Linked DNA regions of Mus musculus: regions 1, 2, 3, 4, 5 and 6 are each linked to region 7. A link is a contact called in public Hi-C, HiChIP or PLAC-seq and promoter capture Hi-C data. All regions are on one chromosome and are shown on one strand. The core of a region is the stretch at or near the end of the contact, and the rest is flanking DNA. Distances in the headings are between cores, read along the strand shown.

The links. Promoter capture Hi-C pulls out the DNA fragments that hold promoters and counts their contacts. A called contact is a pair of places that touch in the nucleus more often than the background predicts. HiChIP or PLAC-seq counts read pairs in DNA pulled down with a chosen protein or histone mark. Capture Hi-C pulls out chosen DNA fragments and counts their contacts.
Region 1: a contact with region 7 is called in a promoter capture Hi-C map of liver, with 5 times the contacts expected there. The contact joins the enhancer-like site here to the promoter of Hnrnpul1 in region 7. A contact is called at or near these places in 5 of 39 promoter capture datasets (the HPC-7 cell line, cranial neural crest, frontonasal cranial neural crest and 2 more) and 4 of 115 datasets of contacts at active chromatin or transcription factors (astrocytes, embryonic limb bud, large pre-B cells and 1 more).
Region 2: a contact with region 7 is called in a Hi-C map of B cells, with 8 read pairs. The contact joins the promoter of Blvrb here to the promoter of Hnrnpul1 in region 7. A contact is called at or near these places in 4 of 39 promoter capture datasets (cranial neural crest, embryonic stem cells, frontonasal cranial neural crest and 1 more), 1 of 484 Hi-C or Micro-C datasets (B cells), 4 of 115 datasets of contacts at active chromatin or transcription factors (astrocytes, forebrain, large pre-B cells and 1 more) and 1 of 9 other capture datasets (embryonic stem cells).
Region 3: a contact with region 7 is called in a promoter capture Hi-C map of liver, with 4 times the contacts expected there. The contact joins the promoter of Pld3 here to the promoter of Hnrnpul1 in region 7. A contact is called at or near these places in 4 of 39 promoter capture datasets (cranial neural crest, liver, pre-B cells and 1 more), 4 of 115 datasets of contacts at active chromatin or transcription factors (acute myeloid leukemia, embryonic stem cells, large pre-B cells and 1 more) and 2 of 9 other capture datasets (adipose tissue and liver).
Region 4: an H3K27ac HiChIP or PLAC-seq map of double positive thymocytes shows a contact between it and region 7, with 5 times the contacts expected there. The contact joins the promoter of Zfp235 here to the promoter of Hnrnpul1 in region 7. A contact is called at or near these places in 1 of 39 promoter capture datasets (hippocampal neurons) and 2 of 115 datasets of contacts at active chromatin or transcription factors (double positive thymocytes and large pre-B cells).
Region 5: a promoter capture Hi-C map of hippocampal neurons shows a contact between it and region 7, with 6 times the contacts expected there. The contact joins the promoter of Zfp112 here to the promoter of Hnrnpul1 in region 7. A contact is called at or near these places in 1 of 39 promoter capture datasets (hippocampal neurons) and 2 of 115 datasets of contacts at active chromatin or transcription factors (embryonic forebrain and neural progenitor cells).
Region 6: a contact with region 7 is called in a promoter capture Hi-C map of pre-B cells, with 3 times the contacts expected there. The contact joins the promoter of Map3k10 here to the promoter of Hnrnpul1 in region 7. A contact is called at or near these places in 5 of 39 promoter capture datasets (cranial neural crest, embryonic stem cells, frontonasal cranial neural crest and 2 more) and 8 of 115 datasets of contacts at active chromatin or transcription factors (astrocytes, embryonic forebrain, embryonic stem cells and 5 more).

The regions. Positions count from the first base shown.
Region 1 is chr7:27,466,476-27,469,175 of GRCm38.p6, reverse strand. It overlaps the pseudogene Pgam1-ps2. Among named protein-coding and RNA genes, the nearest start is that of Sertad3, 6.0 kb to the left of the region's middle. Within about 2 kb of position 1,340, at least 15 of the 459 cell types and tissues checked have an H3K27ac peak or open chromatin away from gene starts, as enhancers often do.
Region 2 is chr7:27,446,672-27,449,393 of GRCm38.p6, reverse strand. It overlaps Blvrb (biliverdin reductase B (flavin reductase (NADPH))), which reads right to left and starts at 1,416. Exons shown (of 5, transcript NM_144923.3): 1 at 1,198-1,416. The coding sequence starts at 1,276. It also overlaps a transcript of Sptbn4 not described here.
Region 3 is chr7:27,551,786-27,554,653 of GRCm38.p6, reverse strand. It overlaps Pld3 (phospholipase D family, member 3), which reads left to right and starts at 1,436. Exons shown (of 14, transcript NM_011116.2): 1 at 1,436-1,656. 2310022A10Rik (RIKEN cDNA 2310022A10 gene) reads right to left here and starts at 1,364. Exons shown (of 10, transcript NM_175107.5): 1 at 1,301-1,364.
Region 4 is chr7:24,131,036-24,133,751 of GRCm38.p6, reverse strand. It overlaps Zfp235 (zinc finger protein 235), which reads right to left and starts at 1,380. Exons shown (of 5, transcript NM_019941.3): 1 at 529-1,380.
Region 5 is chr7:24,110,772-24,113,715 of GRCm38.p6, reverse strand. Zfp112 (zinc finger protein 112) reads right to left here and starts at 1,396. Exons shown (of 5, transcript NM_021307.2): 1 at 1,280-1,396.
Region 6 is chr7:27,673,211-27,676,099 of GRCm38.p6, reverse strand. It overlaps Map3k10 (mitogen-activated protein kinase kinase kinase 10), which reads left to right and starts at 1,519. Exons shown (of 10, transcript NM_001290528.1): 1 at 1,519-2,757. The coding sequence starts at 2,076. It also overlaps a transcript of Zfp607b not described here.
Region 7 is chr7:25,753,283-25,756,141 of GRCm38.p6, reverse strand. Hnrnpul1 (heterogeneous nuclear ribonucleoprotein U-like 1) reads left to right here and starts at 1,383. Exons shown (of 15, transcript NM_144922.3): 1 at 1,383-1,801. The coding sequence starts at 1,507.

The sequences.
Region 1 (2,700 bases), core at 91-2,590, 1.7 Mb before region 7:
AAAGCAACTCTGAGGTTGCTAGTGACATTTGAAACAGTCCTGTGTGGTCACCAGAAAATAAGCCATTCCTCATATCAGTGGGATAAACTCCTTGTACCTCTTGCTGTGTTTGGATCCCTTGGCCTTGTTTTGTAGAGGTGAAGTACCCCTGGATCATGTCCGAGTTTTTGTCTTTCACTGTCTGAATCATGTTCCAGCTGCTTGACCCTACCGTGTGGGTTCAGAGCTCGTTTGGGCGTAACAACTAAGTCTCTTTCCAGATCAGTATAATAAAGGAGTGATGTGCAATAAAAAAAAAAAAAAAAAAAATAAGTAAATCTGAAAGAAAGAAAGAAAGAAAGAAAGAAAGGAAGGAAGGAAGGAAGGAAGGAAGGAAGAAAGAAGGAAAGAACCTACAAGCTGTCCTCTGACTGGTATGTGTATATGCACTTGAGTACAGGTACACGGCAACAAAACAAAACCCCAAAATCTCCCACCTGACCTGGATGTGGTAGTTACATAAGATCCTGTCTCAAAGGATAGGGTGGTAGAGTGTGGGTGTGTGCCTATCTCATACAAAACCCTGGATTCAATCCCTGGTATTAGGGGGAAAAAAACCACTCCTTCTAACCAGTGAGGTGGGGCCCAGGCACACACTGCCAATCCCACCTCCACCTCCTTTTCCCAGGTACGTACCCCATCTCTGTACCCAGCGGGAAGTCCTGTGGCCACACAATGAATATCAGGAAGATGGCAGACAGGTTCAAACCCAGAACAGCCACAAACCTCCTGGACAAAGCTGCTTCTCTCCTCTGTGAAAATTTGGCCTTCCTGAGGGGCTGCAGTGTGCGTGCCTCTATGGGGCTTTTGTTGTTTATTTGAGGGAAGGTTATGTGTGGTGGTGGTGGGTTTTTTTTTGGGGGGGGGTAGTTGAAGGGACAGACAAACAAGATTTTTCTGTGTAGCCTTAGCTGTCCTAGAACTCACTCTGCAGACCAGGCTCGCCTCAAACTCAGAAATCGGCCTGCCTCTGCCTCCCAAGTGCTGGGATCAAAGGTGTGCACCAGCACCTCCCAGCAAAAAAATTAAATATATATATATGTGTGTGTGTGTGTGTGTGTGTCTCAGTGTTTTGCCCATGTTTATGTCTGCACTACTTGGCCGGCTGGTGCACAAAGAAGACTTTGGATCCCCTGGGACTGAAGTCGTGAGCCCCCATGTGGAGCCTTTGGAAGCACAGCAGTGTTCTCAAAGGCTGAGGCACATCTGCAGCTCTCCTTTCCTGTTTTCTTTGAGGCTGCATCTCAGTGCACTCAAGGCTGGCCTTGACCTCACTCTGCAGCTCAGATTCCTTCTAACGTCCATCTGCCGGGATCTGGGATTACAGGGCCTGTGCCACCTGGACTGCCAGTGTAGGGCACTTCCTCCCCTTTCTTCTCCATCCTAAACTGGCAATCCTCCAGTGCCCCCCCCCCTCAGTAAAGCCCAACCATCACTTTAGTTATGGCCTGAGCTTCCTCCTGCCCCACAGACTATTCACCCAGGACCTAGCTGGAGGGAGGGTCCTCTCTCCTTTTCTGTCCACCCCATATCCCTGCTCTCTTAGGCTTCACGTCCAGAAGCTTTAGAAAGTAAAACCTAAGCCAGACACGCTATGTACCTGTAATTCTAGTGATTGGGCACTGTGCTAGCCAGGAAAATCAGGTCATCCTTGGCTACATAGAGTTGGAAGCCAGCCTGGGCTGTGTGAGACCTTGTTTCAAAAAACAAAAAACAAACAAAAAAACAAAAACAAAAACACAAAAAAACAAAAAAACAAAAACACCCCTAGAACCCAACAAAACAAAACAAAACAAAACAAAAAACAAAACAATTCTTTATGAGGCTAAAGAGATGACTTAGAAGTTTAGAGCACTGACTGCTCTTCTAGAGGTCCTAGGTTCAATTGCCAGGACACATATGTTGATTCAAGGCTATCTCTAAAACCAGTTCCAGGGGATTGAACACCCTCTGACCTCATTGGATACCAGGCATGCACAGACATACATGCAGACAAAACATCCATACACAAAAAATAATAAAAACAATTCTAAAAAAATCTCCAGGAGCCCATGCCTCCACCCCTACTTCCTTTGCAATGTTTTTTTTTGTTGTTGTTGTTTTTTGTTTTTTTCTTTTTGAGTCAATAGCCTACACTGGGTTCAAAATTACGCCGATCCTCCTGTCTCAGCAGCTCGAGTGCTGGGATTGCAGTTGTAAGTCGACATGGCCTGCAAAGCCTGGCTTTCTCTGAGCTACTTCTTCTCGATCACATTACATTTATTCACTCATGGCATGCAGGTAGTGCAGCACATATGTCCAAGTCAGGAGACAATTCACAGGAGTTGGTTCGCTCCCTCTATCATGTGGGGCCTGGGGATTGAACTCAGGTCATTAGGCTTGGCGGCAAGCACCCGTAACTGCTGAGCCATCTTGTCAGTCTGGACAACTCAGGCTTCGCAGACCTCCCTAGTTCTGGCCATCTCTACTTCACTGTAGTGGCAGTATTACTATTAGTAATATTGCTGTTATTTCCCTGTTACTGAAAACATGGTCTAGGACTGTTACTCTTGCTGCCTCCGTCTTCCAAGTGCTGGGATGACATGCCTGGCATCACTAACTGCAGGGACCACGTGTAGTTTGTCAATGGAGCCATATGCTTCTCTGTCCCTTGCTCATGTT
Region 2 (2,722 bases), core at 167-2,666, 1.7 Mb before region 7:
CATTTGTCAACTTCTCTCTTCCTTTCCCTGTTCCTCCCTAGAAATGATTTATCAGCAGCTTGCTTTTGTTTTGTTGTTTTGACATAGGGTCTAAGGTTGCCCACGATGGCCTTGAACTTGCTGCGCAGCCAAGGATAGGTTTGATCTCCTGAGTCTCCTACCTCTGCCTCTCCAGGGGTGGGGGAAATTACAGGTCTACACCACCACAGCCAGCCTGTAGTTTGTTTTCTCTGGGAGGCCCAGGGCGCTCTCCTTTGCCACGAATTAAGGCCCTCATTAAGTCCCTGGGGGAAAGGATAGCCCATGGGGGGCGGGGGGATGGAACTTCTAGAAAAAGCCTCACCCAAAGCAGGAGCTGTGCTGGGAACCAGCAGGGACTGGGCTCTTTGTGGCCTCCACCCTTTTGGGGCACTCTGATAGTCAATATCTTAAGAATCGCCAAGGCTAGCAAGGGTGTGGCTCTTTATCTGGAACTTTCACGTCTGGTCCAGAGTTAACTTCTAGACTGAGGAGCCAGGGGATGATGGGGGATCCTGCGCCCTCCCCTCGGGAGGCCCCAAAGCTCAATGTCCTTCCCAGGACTTCAGTTCTTGGACTGCCCCTCTCTTATAGGGTGATCACCTCCATTCTCTTTGAAGTAAGTTGCTGCCTAACCTTTTCGATTTTCTGTTCCAGTGACCAAACTATGAGCCTGCAGACAGTTTTTTAGTGCTTAAGACCACGGACCGGAGTTCAAATCCCGACACAGCCATGTACCAGCAAGTCCTCTCCGCCTCAGTTTTCTTATGTGTCAAGTGGGGTAACACACTAGTTCCCATTCCAAATGAGGGTCACCAGAATTTTAACACGTGTAAGGAGATGGCCCGGCTGGCTGGATGCCAAGCTAGTCCTGGCTCAGAAAACCCTTTCTGGGTGTGCTAACTAGGACCACCACCACAGTTACGACATTTCATAAGAACCCCTGGTTTGCATAGAACTGTCAGAGGAGTCCTCCAGGTTCCCACAGTTAATTCCTTTACGCCTTGAACCCACATAACGCTGAATGTCAGAGTCCTCCATTTGTGCCCCCGTGACCACTTGCTGGCCCACAGGCTGGGGCACACACCGCCCCGTGTGGTCTCCGCCCGGCCCCCAGGACGACTTTTCCCAAAACTCCGCCCGGTGTTCATGACTTCCCCCACCCGCCCCGGCTCCTGCCTGCTTGCACCGCCTGCGCCAGTGTGGTGAGCCCGGTCCTGCCGGTGGCACCGAAGATCGCGATCTTCTTGACAGTCATGCTGCGGGGTCCAGGGCCGGAAAAGCTGAGAACTCCGAGGACGCGCGGGAACACAGTGGCTGCGAGGAGGCGCGCTGCGGGTCCTCCTCGACCCAGAAGGAGGGGGCGGGACCAGACAAGGTTCCAGCCTCCGCCTCACCCTCCTAATTTGGGTTCAAAGGGCGGGACCGAGGCGACCACGCCTCCCGCTGGAAAGAGCATGAGTAGGCGGAGGAGTCAAATTGCATTTCCAGAGCCCCTTCTCCGATAGGCGCTTAGACGTAGAAGCCACGCCCCTTCTAGGGAAGGGAGTGGGCGGTGCTAGAGCAGTTTGTCACTTAGCGCTCTGCCTACTAGAGACAGCCACCCTTAGTGGGCGGGGCTGAGCGGGGCGGGGCCGGCCGGGGCGTTACGCCCACCGTGCTCTCTTTGCTCACGCCCCCTTACAGACAGGCTCTGAGATGGTACTTCCCTCTACCAAAGCGTCCTCCCAACAAGCAAGAGGGGTGTGTGGGGTGATTTTGTGCCTGTGTGACCCTCAGTGACCACAAGGGACAGCATGGTTGTGGGCGACACCCGGTTTCATTCCTTGTGTTGCAATGTGAGTTGTGTATAGAGATCATTAATGTTATTTGGCGTCCATGGGGGTGATACTGTGAGGGGTACTCAGCCTGTGTGATATGGTAAGCTGTAATGGAGTGTGATACTTTCGGATTGGGAAGGTTTGGGACACCACATGGGTGCGTGATATGATCCCATTTATGTGTGACTGTGTGTGACATCAACTGAGATTCCTTTTGTGTCTTGTTGAGGCTCTGATGTATGGGTGTGTAGCAACACAGGGTGTGTCATCTTTTGTGCCTAGGCAACTGGTGTGACATTTTAAGCGTGTAAGACTATGCGATTGTGAACTTTGTGTTGTGTGAGCGTAGATACTCTGTGACACCTTGGAGGTGTGTGACATGCCTGACTGTATGTGCTATTGGTGGTGGTGGCTGTATGTGAGTGTGTCACAGTGCGTGGTCCTGCAGAGCACTATTCCATCCTGTGATACTGTTCAAGTGATTTCATGTGACCCTTATTGTGGTGGTGGCAGTATTTGAGTAACAATGTATGTACGATCCTGCAGGGCACTATTTACTGTATTGGTAACTACTGGTGATATCTGAGTGTCACTGTCAGTGGTGGCTATATCAGAGTGTGTCACAGTGAATGACCCTGCAGGACACATTCCAGAGAGGAAAACATTGCAAGTGACTGCGTGTGACAGACAGTTAGAAGGTTTGACCCTGACTGACCCCTTACGAAGGAGTGACACCATGAGAGTGTGCATGTGGAGAGAGTGTGTATGACGTTGCCAGGGGCCCGGTGTGTGAGTGGCAGTGTGGGAGTGTGTGACGCTGCCTCGAGCGCTCGCGAGCGCGGCTGTGCATCACACGCGTGGCCCGGTGTGTGACAGCGCGGGCG
Region 3 (2,868 bases), core at 187-2,686, 1.8 Mb before region 7:
CTGACTCCCAAAACTTTTCCTAATCTCCACAGAAATGCATGGGCAGGTACATCAATGGGGAAAAAAATTAAAAACAAGTACCTCTGCTTTTCTCCTGGGGGGGGGGGGGGCGGCAGGTGGGGAGGGGCAGAGAGATAAGTAGGCTAAGTAGGTAAAGGCCACCAGGCCAAGCTATCCTCTGGTTTTACATACAGTGTAATAAAACATGTCATTTAAAATTAAAAAATATATATATTAGAGGGGTTAAAACAGCAAACTCAAAGTTCCTACAACTACGTCTGACAGGTATTCATTAAATCTGAACTAAACTAGTGACAGACTGGGACAGTTGTAGACCTAATGTAAGTTGCATGCAGATGTGAGGTGGAAACCAAGTATATAAGACTATTTAGCCACCCTGGCATGATAGCAGAGGCTTTTAATCCCAGCACTGGGTAGAGGGGCAGAGGCAGGCAGTTTATCTGTGAGTTCAAAGCCAACCTGGTCTATGTAGTGAGTTCCACGACAGAAAGAGCTACAAACAGAGACCCAGCTTCAAAAATAATAAATAAGTAAATAAACAAACAAACACACAAACAAAACAACTTTTCAAGTATCTTTCATTTACTGCCCACAAATGAAGAGGAATGTTCTATTTCTATTGTATTTCAAGTTAAGGTTCCCTTCTCCTGGCTAGGATAACAATGCAAAATGCCCCCTTTTAAATTGAGGAACATGCATTAGTCATTATTTTAAATCGCTATTTCAGGACTCAGGAAAGAGGCAAACAATCTTCTTGACTGTTGTTTTGCTTCCTTTGGGCTTCCCTCCTCTATGTTGTTAGAACTCTCAGCTACAATCCCGATCCACCGAGCTGTTGGTATGCCAAAGACATTCATCAGGATCCACACGACGAACATAGGAGCCTGAGATTATCGGTTTTCACTAAACAGAGAAAACTTGGGCTCAGAAAGGTAATGACACAGGCCCAGTTCTTGCAAAGGGAAGCTGGGATTAGAACCCAAACCCGCTGGCCTGCTAGCTCGGGCAGCTCCCGCGCGGGTACCCATCATCAGTGCTAACGAGGATGGAAGAGTAACATGGAGAGCTCTGAGAGCAGAACGGGTGTGCACGACCTGACGTCCCATTACACGGGTTCTACGGTCAGCTTCTGGGCCCCCATTGTACAGAAGAGGAAACTGAGGCTCAGAAAGAGAAATCATTTATCTGATCGTACAGTATGGGCTGCGCGGGAAGTCCAGACCCCCGGCCACCCCGTATCTCCATCCCTAACCTCCTCCGTCCCAGTCCCGCACCTCACCTGGCACTCTGGGGCCCGCACCCCCACGAGGCGCCCGCCCGCCCTCCGGGTCGCGCCAACTGTCAGACACTCCTCCCTCGGCCTGGGCCGCCCGCCCCGGAAGTCCTGCCCTTGATACCGGAAGCCAGACTGCACCTTCCACCAGCCGCTCTAGCCCTCCTAGCCTCCAACCAGCAAGAGAGTGTGGGGCGGCGACCATCACATGACAACACAGAGCCTCGGTCGCGAAGAACGCCGCCAATCAGAAAGGATCAAGTCTAGCCCCCACCCTGCCCGCAGTCTAGCGCGACTGCGCCTGCGCACAGGTGGGCGGGAAGGCGGGGCTAGGTTCTGGAGTAGAAGACTCTGACGTGCAGGTACTGTGCGATCTGGTGCGCGACACCTTGGCTGCCCTCCCTGTGTCACCCTCTCGTCTATAATGCATCTCTTCTATATCGTCCTTGGCCCACTTAGGTGCCCTCATCCCTTCTCTTAAATCATACCCCACTTAAATCGTCACCACCCCTCCCCTTCTGACGCCATGACCTCTCTCACATCGCCCCCTCCTTTAAGAAGTAATTTTTGTTTTTTTGTTTGTTTACAATTAATTGAGTATCTGTGACTGCATTTACCCGAGGAGATCAGAAGATGTCTAATTCCCTGGATTTGTAGTTACGAATGGTTGTGAGCCATCCCATGTGAATGCTGGGTTTTCTAGTTCAGGTCCTTTGGAAGAGCAACAAGTGCTTTTAACTGCTGCACCATCTCTTCAGCACAAACATTGTCCTTTTTATTCATTTTCATTCCCCTTAAGCCCTGATTGGCCTTATATGCTCAGTTTTCTCTTTTTATGTGACAGGGTCTCCTTGTAACCTCAAAGTATGTCAGCTCAGACACGCCCCTGCTGTCCCCAGTGCTCCGCTGGTCACTCTTCCATCTTTGTTAGCACTGGGTACCTGTGCGGGAGATTAGCATTCAGTCACCAGTGCAACTCAGGCTGGCCTTGAATTTTAGATCCAATTGCTCAGCCTCCTGAGTGTGGGGATTGCAAGCACTGATGAGCCGGTCTCTCTGTCATCATTGTCTTAGTCACCCACACATCTCCTTCATGAAACCCCCATTTCCCCTAAATCTCTTCATACCAGTTATTCTTGTACTTCCTGTTTCCATCTCCCCTTAGATTACCCTCAAATCGCCCTGGTGTCTCCATCTCTCCACTAACACATCTGTATTCAGCATTACCCACAAGGAGCCACCCAGCCTTATAGCTTTCCCTCCTCTGTGGGTACACGTTTCACATATTTCCATGGTGTGGGATATTATATGGTATTCTATGGTATCCCAGGGTCCCAGCTTCACCCCTAAACCTGTGGGAAACCCAGGCCACCAAACCATGCCTCTCCAATTCCTGCTTTCCCATTTGTAAAATGCACAGTAGCCAACAGGTTTGTGTGTCTGTAAACCCAATGTCCAGGAGCTAAAGCAGGAGGATCTCTACCTCAGCCTCTGATACATTACAAGTTCAAGGCCAACCTGAGCTACACGAAACTGTCAAACAACAACAAAAGCGCATGGGGACACTACCAGGA
Region 4 (2,716 bases), core at 131-2,630, 1.6 Mb after region 7:
GAACACTGAAGTCTCATTTTATATTATATTATAAAAGCTAAAACTTCAACTGCTCAGCTATAGGAGCCTGATTCAGCAGCAGAGGCAGAGTCCCTGAATAGAATCCTCCAGTCACAGGCTGTGGGAGTGATGGTAGAGCACAGGGTGTCTGGGTCACTATTCTACTGCTATGAAGAGACACCATGATCAAAGCTTGTTTCAGAGGCTTAGTCCATTAACATGGCAGAAAGCATGGCTCCCTGCTATTTCCAATCATTCAAATACATAGATGTATGGGGGCCACTGTTAGTCAAACCATCACACTCTGCTACCTGTCTCGATAAGCCTTTGCCCATATCATAATGCCAAATGCGTTCAGCCCAACTTCAAAAGTCCCCACCATCTATTGCAATCCCAATATTTTTTAAAAATCTAAATGTCAAACTTTTATGATACTCATGACAATCTCTTCATTGTAATTCCCTGTAAAATCAAAATCAAAAAGCAGACCACATAATCCAATGTGTTATGGCATAAAATATACTTTACCATTTCTTAATGGGAAGGCAGTATAGTGAGGAAACACTGGACCATAGCAAGACTAAAAACCAAAGGTGGAGGCCAAACTCTGCATCTCCATGCTGATGTCAAAGCACTCTTCAGATGCTTTACTCTTTCGGCTATGTTGGCTGTAACACACTTGTCTCTCTCAGGCTGGTTTCACCTCAGTCTGCAGCTCTCTGCAGCTGGGATCCCATAGTTCTGGCATCTTCAACATCTTGTGGTCTCCGACATAATCCAGGTTCACAGCTTCACTCAATGCCCTCTCTTGGCCACTATGCAGGAACTCTCCTATACTACAACTGCCTTCAGGGCATTTCCTTCATTACTAAGGGAGGCTCAAGAACCCTTTTCTTGTATCCTTGACTCTAAAGCCAGAACCAAGTGTTTCTTGTATCCTTGACTCTAAAGCCAGAACCAAGTGGCCAAAGCTGGCATGTTCTGCTGCTCGATGGTCTGGACCTTGGCCCCATCCGATTCTATGTCCACTATCTTTCTGGAACTGATGGCCTTCCTCGTGCTGAAGCTGGAACTGATGGCCTCCCTCATGCTGAAGCTGTACTGATGGCCTCCCTCATGCTGAAGCTGGAACTGATGGCCTCCCTCATGCTGAAGCTGGAACTGATGGCCTCCCTCATGCTGAAGCTTTTCCTCTTCCTTCTCACAGGCTGGAGGCTTCGCTGGGTGGGGTGTTGCCCTGAGGTCAGCACTCCCTTTATAGCATTCAGAATCAGGCTTTTCCTTAAGCCTTCACGGTGCTTCTTTTCTCCTCACACTCCACACTGCATAGTTCTTTCTGTCTGGCTTGCTCCTCCTCATGCTGGATCTCCATGAGAGCGACTGCTAATAACCACAAGACACAGTCAACACAAGGCTGTCTGGAAATCTCCCCTGCTTATGCCAGTAATACAAAACTCATCAACTTAGCTTCAGGCAGATTTTTAGGATGAGGACAAAAATCACCCACTTTTTTTCCTCAGTATATGACTAGAATGGTTTAGGCCATGTACTGTTTGCCTCTGAAACTTCTTGAGCTGCCCCCCACCCCCAGCTCAAATTGCCCTTGTCTTGCATTCTCCTCCTAGGATGACCCACTAAGCTCTACTAATCAAAAAGCACTTAATAATTTTGTAGTGGAAAGTCCTAAAGTCTTCCATATTCCTTCAACAAACAGCATGGTCAGGCTTGTCACAGCAATACTCCAGTCCCTGGTACCAACTCCTGTCTTGGTCACTGTTCTATTGCTTTGAAGAGATACCACAAGTCCAAGCAACTCTTACCAAAGGAAGCATTTAACTGGGGGCTGGCTTACACTTTCAGAGGTTTAGTCCTTTATCAGAGCAGGAACATGGCAGCAGGCAGGCATGATGCTGAAGAAGTAGCTGAGACTTAGATCCTGATCCATATGCAGAGAGGCAGAGAAAGAGAAATGGACTCACATGTGCTTTTAAAATCTTGATGCTCATACCCAGTGATAGACTTTTTCCAAGAAGGCCACGCCTGCTCACCTTTTAAATCCTTTCAAGGAGTTCCACTCCCTGAAGACTAAGCATTCAAATATATGAGCTATGGGGGCATTCTCAGTCAAACCACAACCTGCCTAGAATCCCCCAGTGAAGGGCTGGGAGCCTGGCTCAGTGGTAGTACTGACACCTGACGTATGTGACTCCTGTATTTGTGCCATAATTACTCTTCTTCTTCCAAACATGCACACACACACACACACACACACACACACACACACACACACACACACTAATTGGAAGCAAAGGGTAAGTAAAACTGGAAAAGCTGTTTTCTTGAGTGCACCAGAAGCTAGGTTTGAGAAACACTGGATTTAACTCATAGCCAATGCTGTGTCCTTGGATATTCACCACCCATACAACCTACAGATACAACAAAAAAAGAAAACCATTTATTGATTCTCACAATAAAAGCAAAGTGCCATATTGAAGCCGGCAAGAAGACTCCATACCAGCTAGCCTGACCTCTTAGTGTGGCAGAAACAAGAGACCCTGCCCGTGGCCTGCAAATGCCTTGGCAGGTACAGGCCCGGGGACCTGAGTTCAATCCTTGAAACACACACAGTGGAAGGAGAGAGCTGACTTTCTGTAATTTACATCTGCCTCTACCACAGGTGCTGCAGCACACTGGTGTACACACACACACACTCACA
Region 5 (2,944 bases), core at 147-2,646, 1.6 Mb after region 7:
GATAAAAATAATGATGACTCCACATCCAATAAAGCTCTTTTAAGAGTTATATTTATTAATTTGGATAGAACCCGTACAGCATTTAGTTTTAAATGTTTATATTTCATACTTATTCTTTATGTCCAAGCATTTCTCTATCCCGTCCAGAATTAATTAAAAAATATTAGGGTAACTTCATAAGTGGATCTGCTAATGAGTAAAGAGAGCCTCACTCCTCAGAACAGACAGATTGACAGAAGGATGCTAAGGTCTACCCCTGTGTATTAGTTACTTTTTGTTGCTGTGATCAAACACCATGAATAAGGTGTGGAAGAAAGCGTTTATTTTGGCTTTCAGTTCCATAATAGTAGGGACAGCATGGCAGGTGGCAGACTTGTCAACAGGAGCAAGAAGCTGAGAGCTCCCTTCTGAAACTCAAGCATAGCGAGCAAACACCTTGGAGGCTGACCCCGCCCCATGACGTATTTCTCCAGCAAGGCCACACCAGCCAAACCTCCAGAAACAGCACCCCGCCCTCTAAACTGTGGACCTGGCATCCAAAGGTTGGACCCTACGGGGTCATTTCTCATTCAAACGACTGCACCACTACCACGTTCTCTGATGCCTCTTTCCCCTGCAGCACTTTTTATATAAAGGATTAAGAAGACAACTTGCTCGGAGAAACCGGACTTCAGCTAACACCTCTCCCGGCCCCCGTAAGGCACAGTGGACACTGCACACAAAGCTGGGAACGATTGTCTCAACAAAAACAAAACAAGTCATTAAGGACTTTGATAATGGGGACAGGCTGGGTCCAGAGACCCTACAGCAGGAGCTCTGAGACCATCCGTGGGTCACTAAAGCGTCCAGCTTCTCTGAAATTGGAAAGCACCGATAGTAAATGTCCCATTTCCTACCGCGCGTCAGCAGTTTTGAGCCTTGCAGGAAACTCTAGATCACTCTTGGATAGGTACCAAGGCGTGGTGGAAAGCATGGAGGCAGAGATGGAGAGTCTGAACTCCACTGCTGGGAGATGGCATCGTGACCAGAGCTAGGGAGGCGGCTGGGGGTGCCCATCGCCCAGGAGACCCTCCATCCAGGTGACTGACAGCCCCGGGCCAGGCCTGAGTCAGTGTGTGCAATCGCAGCACACTCGGGCATGCTCTTCCAAAGTAAGTTCACGTTCTACCTTTCCGAGGCAGACTTCCTTACCCAGGATACAAGCCTGGTGGCTATCACCCAGGGCAACCTGAAAAGGATCGCTCACACTCGGGAGGGGTCAGTAAAGGGGAGGGCTCACCTTTCTGAAAGGAACGGAACAAGGCCTCACACACCTGGGGCGGAAGTGACTCTTCCCGCATAGGCAGCCAGGACTACACTTCCCAGAATTCCCGAAGGTTGCGGGGAGAACAGTCTCCTGCAGTCTCCTGCAGAGGATCTTGCACACTGAGGATTCCCAAACTACATTTCCCAACCGGAAGGATGGCCTCTCAGCCCCCCCCCCCCACCTGCAGCGGAAGTTATCTTATCATCCCGGGGATGGGAGGGTCATGAACTACATTTCCCAGAATTTTCAGAGTCCTTGCCTTCCCCGAGCGGAAGTGCCATGGAGTAAGGAAACCGGACTTCAGACTTTTGAAAGTCCTTGGCATACCCTAAGCCAAAAATCTTCGAACCACGATGCTTTCCCTGCTTTCTGTGGAAGATTGGGATAAACAGCGCTTTCCCCAGAGCACGTCAGGGACTGCTTGGGTCTACAGTTCACGGGATCTGCAGGGCCTGCCTTAACCCCAGCGGACCTCCCTTCCAGATCATTTGCATAGTCCTGAGTTTAGGGATTCCCCTTATTATTATTATTATTATTTTTTATATTTTTTATTAGGCATTTTCCTCATTTACATTTCCAATGCTATCCCAAAAGTCCCCCTCCCCCCACTCCCCTACTCACCCACTCCCCCTTTTTGGCCCTGGAGTTCCCCTGTACTGGGGCATATAAAGTTTGCATGTCCAATGGGCCTCTCTTTCCAGTGATGGCCGACTAGGCCATCTTTTGATACATATGCAGCTAGAGTCAAGAGCTCCGGGGTACTGGGTAGTTCATAATGTTGTTCCACCTATAGGGTTGCAGATCCCTTTAGCTCCTTGGCTACTTTCTCTAGCTCCTCCATTGGGAGCCCTGTGATCCATCCAATAGCTGATTGTGAGCATCCACTTCTGTGTTTGCTAGGCCCCGGCATAGTCTCACAAGAGACAGCTATATTAGGGTCCTTTCAGCAAAATCTTGCTAGTTTATGCAATGGTGTCAGGGTTTGGAGGCTGATTATGGGATGGGATTCCCCTTATTTAATTCTGCTGATTATCACTATTCACCTTCAGCTCTCCAACCTCCACTGTCTTTATAAAAATCTTGGAAAAGAAAAGCTTTTCAAACGTGACACTAGGACAAACTCAACGTAACTAATCCCCACCCAGTTCAAGAAGCAATTCTATAAAAAGCATGGAAGCAGGAATGCAGAAAAAGGTAAATCAAGTACAAAGGAACTGAATTAATAATTTTAAATATTTAATGTATGTGTGCGTGTGTGCACATGTGTGCTTGGGCACATGTATATGCACCATTGCGTGTAGTGCCCAAGAAAACTAGAAGAGGACGTCTGTTTCCCACCTCCCTCCCCCATAACTTGACTTTACAAACCCGTTAGCCAACTGACGTGGGTGCCGGGTCCTCTACAAAAGTGGTGCGTGCTTTTAACAGCAGAGTGAGCCCATCAACAACCTAAGTTTGGATTTTCAAAAAGGATTTATGTGTATGAATTTGCATGTATGTGGAAGACAGAGGGCAGCTTGCAAAAGTCAGTTCTTTCTCTCCCACCATGTGGGTCATGGGGATCAAAATCAGATGGTCAGGACTGAAAGCAAACATCCTTAGCTGCTGAGCCATCTCACCAGTTCAAAATAAAGCTAT
Region 6 (2,889 bases), core at 270-2,769, 1.9 Mb before region 7:
CTACAGGAGTAGTATCACTTCCTGTGATCTTTTAGCATCAGTGTCTCAGAATCTGGCTATGAGAGTTCTTAAAATTCTTCTCTTCCTTCCTCTATCCAGAGTCTCAAGCCATTTAGGATCACCAAACTGGAAAGACCCAGGATTCTACCCCCTGACGTTTATAGTTCTTGGACAAGCCACTGACGTTATACAGGACTCACCTTCTGCATTCTATACATAGAAAGGCAGCATTCTAAAAACATGGTGCTGAGGATAAGTTAGAAAAATATATAGGCAGGTAGAGAAACGGCCTTCCTGCCAGGGTTGTTTCCTTCCTTAGAGAAAGGTTAGAAGGACAAATGCCTAGGCAAAATGTTAAGATGAGAGGACCCATAAGTCTTATAAAATGCTAAACACAGAGCCCTTGTAACGACTCCCAACTCAGCGATTGTCAGCTTGCCTCAATAAAGCTCCACACACGCACACCTTTGTCCCTCTCAGTCAGTTCTTTGCCTGTCCCACAAATAAACTCAACCAGAATCTTAGTTACCGTAGGGGGCAAAGATGGGTCAGCTCTAAAGGGCATATGCTGCTTTTGCGGAGAACCTGAATTTGGGTCCCCAGCACCCACATGGGGTGGCTCACAACCGCCTGTGACTGAAGTTTCCAGGAGATCCAACGCCCTCTTTGGGTGCGTGCACGCACGCACGCGCGCGCGCACACACACACACACACAATTTAAAAATACGATCACTGACAGTGTTTGTTTTTCAATTTTTCAATTTCTTTTAAACTGCCCTTGACTCTTGCTTTGCCATTTATAATTTAGCAATCTTGAACAAAGTGAGTTTGTTTCTCTGAGTCACCTGTAAATGAGGCTCTTCGTGAAGATTTAATGACATCATCTGAGCAAAGCCCCCACCCCCGGAAACCCCTCCTTTCAGCCCCCTCTCTCCAAACTGAAGCTCATTATAGGAGGCAGAAGAGTATAGACAAGTTCTTACTGCAGATGCCAGTGATCCCATAGCTGGTGAGGCAAGCAAATCTGGCTATGAAATCTTCGAGACAGTACACTTCGCCCTCCAGCCTGCTCCTGCCCAAAGAGGCAGCACAAGTCTGTGCGTTAACTTGCTCCAGTCACCCATTGCTCTCTGAAGCAGGTGGTTCAAGGAGCGCAATGGTCCACGAACGAACTACATTTCCCAGCATGCACTTCCAGCCAGGGACCCTAGAGACTATCCTGCGAACCTTGTCCGAACCGCTTTAGGAGTATCGGTCCGTAATCTCCATTCATTCAGCTCCTATGTTTCCCTTGGCTAAATGAGTCAGTTACCGTGAACTCCAACATGAACGGGTCTCCTGCAGGGCTTGTAGAAAGCGTTGGTTCATTCGCCCTGATAGGAGATAGGGCCTAAGGACCAGGGCTCATGTAGCCTGGGACGAACCCAAGGCCTCGCAGCTTGGGACTACAACTCCCAGGCGGCATCGCGGCGGCAGCATAAACACGTCACTGGACACCGCCAAGAGCCCCGGCGGGGAGAGGGACTTAGGGGGCCGACCAGGAGCCGGCTGAGGAGGATGGGGGCCGCCCACGCGTTCCTCGCGTGAGGAGGCCGAGGGGCGCGCCACCCCATCCCGGGGCGGCCGCCCCCGGGGCGCCGCCATCCCTGCCCGGCCCTGCGGTCGTGGCTGAGGATGCGGAGCCGGGGGCCGCCGGTGGAGCTGCGCGGGGTGAGAGGCGCGGGGAGGGGCGGCCGCTTGCTGCCCTCGGCCTCGGCCTCCGCCGGCGGGCCCCGCTCGACCCGGCCCTCCCTGCGCCCTGACATCGTTGGGGACAGGTGAACCTAACGCCTCTCCTGCACAGCCAAATCCGAGGGATCGGTCCTATCGTTTGAAAAAGGTGTTTTTTAGGTTTTTGGGGTTTTTTTTCTTTTTAATTCCTTCGCTCCAGCGGAGGCCCCTCCCCCAGCTATGGTCCCCAGGAGCCCCCCGGGGTCCGCAGGGACTGTCTCCCATCCCGGCCTCCCGGCCCCGCGCTCAGCATTCCGCGGGCAGCCTGCGTGAAGCGGCCTCCCGCAGCCCCCGGCCCCTCCCCCATGGAGGAGGAGGAGGGGGCGGCGGCCAGAGAGTGGGGCGCGACCCCCGCGGGGCCAGTGTGGACCGCCGTGTTCGACTACGAGGCGGTGGGCGACGAGGAGCTGACCCTGCGGAGAGGCGACCGCGTCCAGGTGCTTTCCCAGGACTGTGCGGTGTCTGGAGATGAGGGCTGGTGGACAGGGCAGCTGCCCAGCGGCCGTGTGGGCGTCTTCCCCAGCAACTACGTGGCCCCCGCTGCACCCGCCGCACCCTCAGACCTCCAGCTGCCACAGGAGATCCCCTTCCACGAGCTGCAGCTGGAGGAGATCATCGGTGTCGGGGGCTTTGGCAAAGTCTATCGCGCCGTATGGCGTGGAGAGGAAGTAGCGGTCAAGGCCGCTCGGCTGGACCCTGAACGGGACCCGGCAGTGACAGCGGAGCAGGTCCGCCAGGAGGCCCGGCTCTTTGGAGCCCTGCAGCACCCCAACATCATTGCCCTGAGGGGCGCCTGCCTCAGCCCCCCAAACCTCTGCCTGGTGATGGAATATGCTCGGGGAGGTGCATTGAGCAGGGTACTGGCAGGTCGCCGGGTCCCCCCTCATGTGCTGGTCAACTGGGCTGTGCAGGTGGCTCGGGGCATGAACTATCTACACAATGATGCCCCTGTGCCCATCATTCACCGGGACCTCAAGTCCATCAACAGTAAGTGGTATCCTCTCTCCCAAAACTCTTCCGCTGAATCTTATGAGGCCAAGCCCAGATCGTTGGAAAGGGCAATGGACAGCAGATGGCACTGCATGGGGCAAGCAGGGCCAGGTGAAGGGGGACTTTGGT
Region 7 (2,859 bases), core at 134-2,633:
TGAGTGGGTGCTGTGTGTCTAGGTTGCTGTGGTGTGAGCTTGTAGCGTGAACTGTCTTAGCTGAGCTTTGTCGCACGATGCTGCATGCTTGTGCCACACCTACACTGCCGTTTGAAGTCTTATCCTGAATTGATGCTTTTGGCCTGTCACGCCTATTCATTTATTGTGGGATGTTTGCGTGTGTCTAATAGAGAGTGTTTGTGGCTTTTGTTGGGAGTTAAGGCTATAGATGTCGGTGCACATTTGCGTTGTGCGTCTCGGTGTTATTTCACTAAGTTTTTGTCTTCTGAGCAAAGGGCGACAGGTGTATGGATTAACACAACCTGTCGTAATTACGGATTCTCGTGTGCGAATTGGTCAGAGTAGACACAGCAAGATTGAGGTTGAGCAACAACGGTTTAATGGATTCGAGATGGAAAGCCGCGAACTTCTGCAGCTATGCCCAGAGCGGGAAGGCTCTATGGTTGCGTGCAGAGTGGCTTGTCTAGCAACCATAGAGAAAGCGCCCTGGGAGGTTGTGCATCAAAGGGAGGGGTGCGATTTACCACACAACTTTTCTCCCGTTGTTAGCCTAGCCCCTGCTTTCAACCCTTCAGCGCTCTCCAGGACCAATTTTGTTGTTGTTGTTTCTCATAAAGGCAACTGGGTTTCTAACAAACGATGAGTAACAGATCCACTTGATTTTCATTCCGTATTATACCCTGCTGTACGGAGAACTTTGAGAGGCAAGCCTCTCAAGAATGGCCAATCTAGTTCGCTTTTTCTAAAGCGCTCAAGCTCTGGCAGTGGTGAAATATAACAGTAACTGCGATTGGCGAACAGGTTGTTTTGAAACCGCCCTAACGGCAAGGGGCGGGGCCTCGGTGAATTAATCTCCTTCCGGTTCCCGAAAGGCAACAGGAAAGACGAGGGTTGGCCGGCCTCTTCCCGCCGCATTTGATTGGTTGTGGTGGTTTTACCCGCTTGGCCTCCGCGAGGGGGCGTGAGATGAAGACCAGTTAGAATGTGTTTTACAGAGAGTCTGAGGGAAGCACGGCGCGGAGAGACTGGGCGGTTGTTCTGAGATCTGGCTGCTAATGGCTCCAAGTCGTTACTCCCTTTCCTTCATTTGACTGTACCGCAGCGGGCGCGCGAGCGCTACCCAATCAGCGCTTGCTCCGCCTCTCGCCTTTTCCCGCCCTCCACTCTGGCCGCGACTTCAACGTAGGCTAACGCTTCCTCTTAGGCAGCTCCTGAGCCCTCTAGTACCGTTCTTTTGAAAGCCACACTGTGATTGGCTTGGTTCCCGGGCCCGCGCCCGTTGCCCCATGCGCTGACCAATTGAGACTCGTTTTACATCGTACGGTCCGGGCAAGGGGGAGGAGGCGGCGGCGGCCATCTTGAGCCGCCGCCGCCATTGGAGTGGCCCCCCCTTTTCCCCCTTCGCCTCCTGACAGGCAAGGTTTAGGGGGGACAGAGCCCTGGGAGGCCGGGCCAGGCTCGGGGGCCGCCCCGGGGGCCCGGGCCATGGATGTGCGTCGCCTGAAGGTGAACGAACTTCGCGAGGAGCTGCAGCGCCGCGGCCTGGACACTCGCGGCCTGAAGGCCGAGCTTGCTGAGCGGCTGCTGGCGGCGCTAGAGGCCGAGGAGCCCGAAGACGAACGGGAGCTCGAGGCTGACGACGATCCGGGGTTACCTGGGCACAACAACGAGGAGGTCGAGACCGAGGGGGGCTCCGAGCTGGAGGGGACCGCGCAGCCACCGCCGCCCGGGCTGCAGCCGCACCCGGAGCCCGGCGGCTACTCGGGGCCGGACGGACATTGTGAGAGTGCGCGGGGCGGGGGACCGGGGAGCCTGGAGTCCGGGCCGAGGACGGGCTGTGGGACGCGGGAGCTCGACTCCACAGAGATCCAGGAGATGGTCTGAGGAGCCAGGGATCCTGCCACCTGCCGTTGTAAAGGATCTGCGGCCAGGGCCTCGGGGCAGCCTGAGGGCGGATCCTGGCCTTCGGTGCAAGGAAAACCGTGTGGAGGGGGATGGATTTTATTTTAAGGCGACCAGGGTCCTAGCGGGCGGGCGGGGAGGATTTTATATCCTGGGATTCGGAGACTGGAAACTGCTTTGGGGTTCTGTTTTGTGGCTTTGAGTTGGAAAAAGTCGGAAGAACTAGACGTTTTAGGGAAAGGGGTGTCGGGGGGCGGCGTCTTGGAAAATGAGAGATTCTAGCCGAGCGGTGAGCTGACAGCTTGGGGTAGCCATGCTAGTCCACCGTTTGGGCTGAGTCTCAAAAGCTGGATTTTCAGGTAGCGGAAGAATGGCCTAGGGTGCAGGTCAGGGAGAATTTTAAGGGTAGAAGATCTTTGATTTTCTTCACGGATGGGATAAGATCTGCTTAGTGCTGGGGGTGGACTGGCACTTTGGACCTACGGGTGTCCAAGGCTGGGAAGAGTCTCCCAAAACATGGACTGAACTCTCCAGTGTGTGCCAGGTGGCCTTTTAGGAGGTAATGAAAGACCAGCAGATTTGGAAACCCCTATCCCCAACTCCTACATTTCCTCGAGGTTACAGGGTCAACCTTGAGGGCAGGTACAACTTGTATGTTTGGTACTGGGAGGTCTAGGCTATCTAGTTGGCTTCCAGAGGAGATTTGGGATCTAAATGGTGACAAGAAAGGACAGAATCTTCTCATGGACAAAGAAACTAGAGGGCCTAGAATTGGAAGGACTCAGGTTAGTACTCTGTGGTTTCTGCTGAGTGGCCTTGCATTCTTAACTATGGGTAGTTTTTGAAACAGGAGTTGTGGGGAATGAGTTGGTAACTCTGGTGGGACCCTTGTGTGTGCCAGGGATCATGTGGCTAGTCTAGCAGGTGTGGGGGAGG